2 separate regions of the Oryza sativa genome follow, and region 1 is linked to region 2. A link is a contact called in public HiCAR-type data. All regions are on one chromosome and are shown on one strand. The core of a region is the stretch at or near the end of the contact, and the rest is flanking DNA. Distances in the headings are between cores, read along the strand shown.

The links. HiCAR-type assays count read pairs that join an accessible place to other places.
Region 1: a contact with region 2 is called in a HiCAR-type map of leaf, with 2.5 times the contacts expected there. The contact joins the promoter of LOC136357065 here to the promoter of LOC4340892 in region 2. A contact is called at or near these places in 1 of 15 Hi-C or Micro-C datasets (leaf) and 1 of 4 datasets of contacts at active chromatin or transcription factors (leaf).

The regions. Positions count from the first base shown.
Region 1 is chr6:12,836,916-12,839,773 of ASM3414082v1, forward strand. It overlaps LOC136357065 (protein NRT1/ PTR FAMILY 7.1-like), which reads left to right and starts at 1,555. Exons shown (of 5, transcript XM_066311804.1): 1 at 1,555-1,682; 2 at 2,564-2,643; 3 at 2,826-2,858. It overlaps LOC4340900, which reads right to left and starts at 1,576. Exons shown (of 1, transcript XM_015786532.3): 1 at 1-1,576.
Region 2 is chr6:12,635,537-12,638,236 of ASM3414082v1, forward strand. LOC4340892 (chlorophyll a-b binding protein 1B-21, chloroplastic) reads left to right here and starts at 1,357. Exons shown (of 4, transcript XM_015788844.3): 1 at 1,357-1,881; 2 at 1,982-2,084; 3 at 2,169-2,457; 4 at 2,568-2,700. The coding sequence starts at 1,700.

The DNA.
Region 1 (2,858 bases), core at 305-2,804, 200 kb after region 2:
ACGACGACGGGTTCAATGAGGAGGACGCGCACCACCTCTTCCCTCGTCTGCTCCCCAGCCGCCCACGCGCCGCTTCTCCGCCGCCATGCTGCCACCGCCGCCGCCTGCCGCCGTCACGGCGCCGCCCTCCTCGCGGCATCAGATGAGGAGAGGACGAGAGAGAGACAGATGAGTAAAGGATAGAGATTGACGTGGCATCCTACATGTGGGGTCCACGTGGGTCCCACGCTGACTCAGCCGCCATGTAGGATAAAACCGGGGCTAAAACCACCGAAGGACCTATTGTGATCGGTTTTGATTACTTGAGGGACGCCGGATATCTGGTTTTGTAGTTGGGGGACATTTTGTAACTCGATGACAAGTTGAGGGACCTTCAGTGTACTTTTTCCTTTATGAGATTGCTCTCGAGCTGTTGATGAGCGTTTGGGCCTACCAACCATTTTCTCGGCCGTGCAAGTTTGTTTCCACGAGCGAGATGTACGTGATCTAACGGGTACACCAAGTTGGGCTTATGGGCTGTCTTATAGTGAAGGCCTAATTGTAAGCACTAAAATTTGATTTGGACCTTAGTGTCTGTGCGCTTCCCTCAGCCCATTGGGTTTCACCCGTAGAGGTGTGTGTATATATATATATATGCGCTTTAAGGATTGAAGAATAAAAAGCTCCTCCTTTTTTAAAAAAAAAACTTTCTTAGTCAGATCACAGCATTGACTGATATATATCCAAGAATAAAGAGCATAATTAAACCTCAAACAGAATATACAAAAAAAAAAAAAGTATATAAGCACAAACGAAGTTCATAGCACAGCAAGACGATCGATTAATTGCAGCGGCTTTTATCTCCTCGCGGCTTGAGGCCAGCTGCAAATTACGTGTTCATTCCGCGGAAAAGCTAGCTAGCTAGCTCTACCTAGTCAGCTACCTCCTCTATCTAAAAAAATGTCTAATCTAACTATAAACCTAGACACACATGTGTACAGGTTCATAGTACTTTTTTTTTTCTTTTACAGACTAGTACGTTCCAAGTTCCAACAACAGCACAACAAAACTCCATCTTATAAAGAACAAGAGCACAAGAAAGCTAGGAGCTAGCTAGCGTATGAAAGAAGCACAGTCATCTTAAGAACAAGCAACCTAAACAGAACAAGTGCACACATCAGCTTTAACACATGAACAATTAAACGTTTCGGCGAGCGATCATGCGATGAATGGATCGAACAGTAGACTACTCGTCAGCTCGATCTTTTTGCCGTTTGCTTCTGAATCGGATCTGTCACGAGCTATGGCTGATAAGTTAAGCTTAATTCTCTCTGGAAGCACAAGCAAAGCGTCCCGGTTTGTTTCGCTCGATGCCAATGAATCTTGACGTGTCATCTGTATCTCTCTCCCTTCCACATCAGCAGAAATTAACTTTCGCTAGCTCTTCGGTCGCCTTAGCTTGTCAGCTTTGCTGCATTTCTCTTTTTGTTTTGTTCTTTTTGCAAATGTTTGTTGCAGAAATTTTGGCTTCGACTGCTCTCCCCTTCAGGTTAAATAATCGGCAGATCGGCGACTAATTAATTAAGCAGCTCTGCTCACCTTTAGCTTCGAGTAGGAGTGAAGTGTTAATTTATTCCTCGCAGCTAGCTTAGCTCTTTTGGACTAGGAGATCTAGCAGCGAGCTGAGCTGACTACTTAAGCAGGTATATTCATATATGTTGGCTTAATTATCTCTGCTCATTTTAGTTATTATCCTGTATTCATGTATATGTTCAGGTGTGACGAGATCTGAAATTCTGAATGTGTATTAGTTTCTGTTCTCTGCCCAATCTTTTCTGCTTATATGTGAGACTGACCACTAATTTAAATTATCTGGTGTTAAGTAAAGCACAATCATCAGCTACCTGCAATATATGTTGTTTGCTAATTTTTAGTTACATCCAGGTGTCATGTTCATACCTCGCCGGCCGTAAGAAACTCCTGATAAGGGTTAAAACTGAAAATTTTAAGCATTTGAAAGTGGAACCATCCTGTCCTGGCCCTCCTCTCCAAATTGGTTTTCAAATAGAACAAATAATTGGATGGAGGATTTATTCCCCCACTCAGCTGTAAAAAATTCGAGGACATATATAAAAAAAATATATTTTTTCATATAGGAGCATGAGTAGTCCATACAGTATGATGTAGTTTCCTTCAGAAAACAACCTAACATCTCTATATATCATGTTGTTTACAGGGTACCTGAGTAACCATTGAAAAATATCATTTTTCCTCACCCTCTATAGAAATATTTCTTGGCATTTTCAATTAATTTTTGTTTGAGTAAATTCTATATAGCTGTAGGGATCTTCTGTGATCCCAGATGGCTTTATTTTTCTTTTACATTATATTGGACAGAGCAATGTTCTGACGACCCATTTTTTTCTGCCGGCTGAAACATGGAGAAAATCAATAATAAGATTCTAAGAAAATATGTATTGAATTGCAATGTTTCATTTTCATTATTTTTGTTTCTTGATTGTATAAAAAGCAGGATTGTTTGAAATATTCCCTTGCTTAATTTTTCTCCTTATCATTTTTTTAGCAAGTTCTGGTCATTTGTGCTAAAAGGTTGCTAAACAATATAATATGGAGTTTCCGGAGATTACGATCGTCGATGAAACAGTAAGAACTTCTTTACTATGTTTACCACTTTATACTATGTTCAGACATAAATATTGTAGCAAACTTATAATTTTATAATCTTACTTGTATTTTCTAAAATTTAATAATATGAAAACTAAGGCTAGCAGATCAAACATTTCCTTACTGATCTTTTCTTTTTTATATATATATTCGTATTGAAGGTTCCCGACACCGTGGGATCTGCAGAGATCATG
Region 2 (2,700 bases), core at 107-2,606:
GAAGGGAGAGGGTGGAAAGAGAGCTCGGCTCGTCTCGGCGGCCAGGGAGGGAGACCGTCATCCTCCGTCAACCAGGAAGGGAGGAAGGGAGCCAAGCAGGTCGTCGCCCCCTAGCTCCACACTGCGCCATCGCCGGGCTCGTCGCCGAGGAGTTTTCGCTGAGCTCGCGGCCCCTACGTCACCGGATCCAAAGCTCGAGGCCGATGCCAGCCACAACCGTGGACGAGGTAGACGAGTCGGCGTGGTCCACGTGCCGCGACAGTTTGGTGTGCCGGCGATTGGGTACGGATGCGGTGAAGCGGGAAGACCCCTACCCCGATGGTGGTGCCCTCGCCACCATATCAACCCCGCCGCCTCCCGTTCGCGTGCCGCTGAGCTCCCATCGCGCTGTCACCCACTGGTCAGAGGGGGAGGAGAGGTGGAGCCCTACCCAGCACCGGTGTCGCATGGGCCGCGCTGTCGCTGCTCTGCTCGACGCCGTCACCGAACGAGCCACCTCGCTTCCTCTGCCAGGGAAAATGTAGAGAGGAGGAGCACCGCCGACCTCGCCGCTCCACCCGACGGTCGTCGCTGACCTTGCCTCGCTTTATCCTCCGGCGCCTTGGCTTTCTCTGCCGACAGGGAAAGGAAGAGAGGAGAGAGATACATGAAAAGTGAAGGTGATATTAGTGGGACCCACTATAAGTGACTTTCACTGTAAAGCATGTAGCCAATATTGTTCTTGATCTATGCGGCATGTGAGGTCTAGCAAAATTTGGTAACGCACCTATATAGTATTTTTTTTGAAACCTTAATTTATACTAATCAACCTAAAATGACAAGTATTATGTGACGGAGTGAGTAGCAAACAATAAGATAAGCCAAATCGTCCTTTAATTTTTTTTTTTGTTAAAAATCTCATCTGAATGGCATCTATTGTATCAAACTCAAACCTTTCAGTAAAAGACAGTGCTCTTTTAGATACGGAGTAAGTCAGTAAAACCTTTTAATTGTGGCGAACATCGTACTAGTTGCCTAGTAGTTGGATAAAAAAAAATCATCCTTTGCATCAAAGGAAGTACCCACTGTGGTTACATGTACAGTAGCAAAAAATAAAACAAGTTAAAAATCTCATTTTAATAGCATGAATTGTGCCCAACCCAACCTTTTGAAAAAACAATGCTCTTTTTCACAATTCTGTAAATACTAGTTGGATAAAAAAAATCTTCCTTTCATGCACAATTCAAGAGGATAAGGGAAAAAAAAAATCTTCCTTTGGATCAAAACCATCATCTGGAATTGGACACTTGGTGTGGATTTATACAAGTTACATGTCAGATTTTCCCTAGTGAAGGAGTAAGAAGACATGGTCCCATGGATATGTGGACTGCATTGCATGGCTTGGCCCAGCTGAGAGCCCGAGACAATCAGAGCAGAAGGCAAATGCAGGGGAGTGCCACGTAGGACGGGCAAAAGATGCCACGATCCGACGTGGCCCAATGGGGGTGGGCGCGCGCGGATATCGCAGCCAATCGGCGGCGGGATTCGGATATCCCCCATCCCCGGCCTCGTCTCCGGCCGCTCGCGTCGTGCTCCCCCCTTAATATCCCGCCACGGATTCCGGCGTCCACTCACCGGCCACCTCTTCTTCCTACTTCGTCTTCTTGCTGGTGTGTTCGAGGAGGAGGAGGAGGAGGAGAAGCTAGCGGCGGCGGCGGCAATGGCGACGAGCGGGCTGAGGAGCTGCAGCGCGGTGGGCGTGCCGAGCCTGCTGGCGCCGTCGTCGAACAGGAGCCGCCTGCCGGTCTGCGCCTACGCCACCACCTCCGGGCGCGTCACCATGTCCGCCGAGTGGATGCCGGGCCAGCCACGCCCCGCCCACCTCGACGGCTCCTCTCCCGGGTAAGCACAAGCGTTCGACGACGACGACACGTCTTCGCCGGCGTGCGTCCGTGGCGAGCGAGAGACTGACAAAGCTAGGATTTGCCATGCGTGCGTGCAGTGACTTCGGGTTCGACCCGCTGGGCCTCGCCACCGTGCCGGAGAACTTCGAGCGGTTCAAGGAGTCGGAGGTGTACCACTGCCGGTGGGCCATGCTCGCTGTGGTATGGTTCTTGATTCTGATCTCCGCATGGCATGGCCTGCGCCGCCATGGACGAACTGAACTGAACTGAATCACGCTTGTGCAGCCTGGGGTGTTGGTGCCGGAGGCGCTGGGGCTGGGCAACTGGGTGCAGGCGCAGGAGTGGGCGGCGGAGCCCGGCGGCCAGGCCACGTACCTCGGCAACCCGGTGCCATGGGGCACGCTGCCGACGATCCTGGTCATCGAGTTCGTCGCCATCGCCTTCGCCGAGCACCAGCGCACCATGGAGAAGGACCCCGAGAAGAAGAAGTACCCCGGCGGCGCCTTCGACCCCCTCGGCTTCTCCAAGGACCCCGTCAAGTTCGAGGAGTACAAGCTCAAGGAGATCAAGAACGGTATGCAATGCACCCAACTTTTCTTTTTTTTTTTAATAACGATAACGGTTGTCAAATATTTAGAAACGGAGACGATAACATATGCGTATATATTATCGATCGGTTTGTAGGGCGATTGGCCATGCTGGCTTTTGTGGGTTTCTGCGTCCAACAGTCGGCGTACCCGGGCACCGGCCCACTGGAGAACCTGGCCAGCCACCTCTCGGACCCGTGGCACAACAACATCGGCGACATCATCATCCC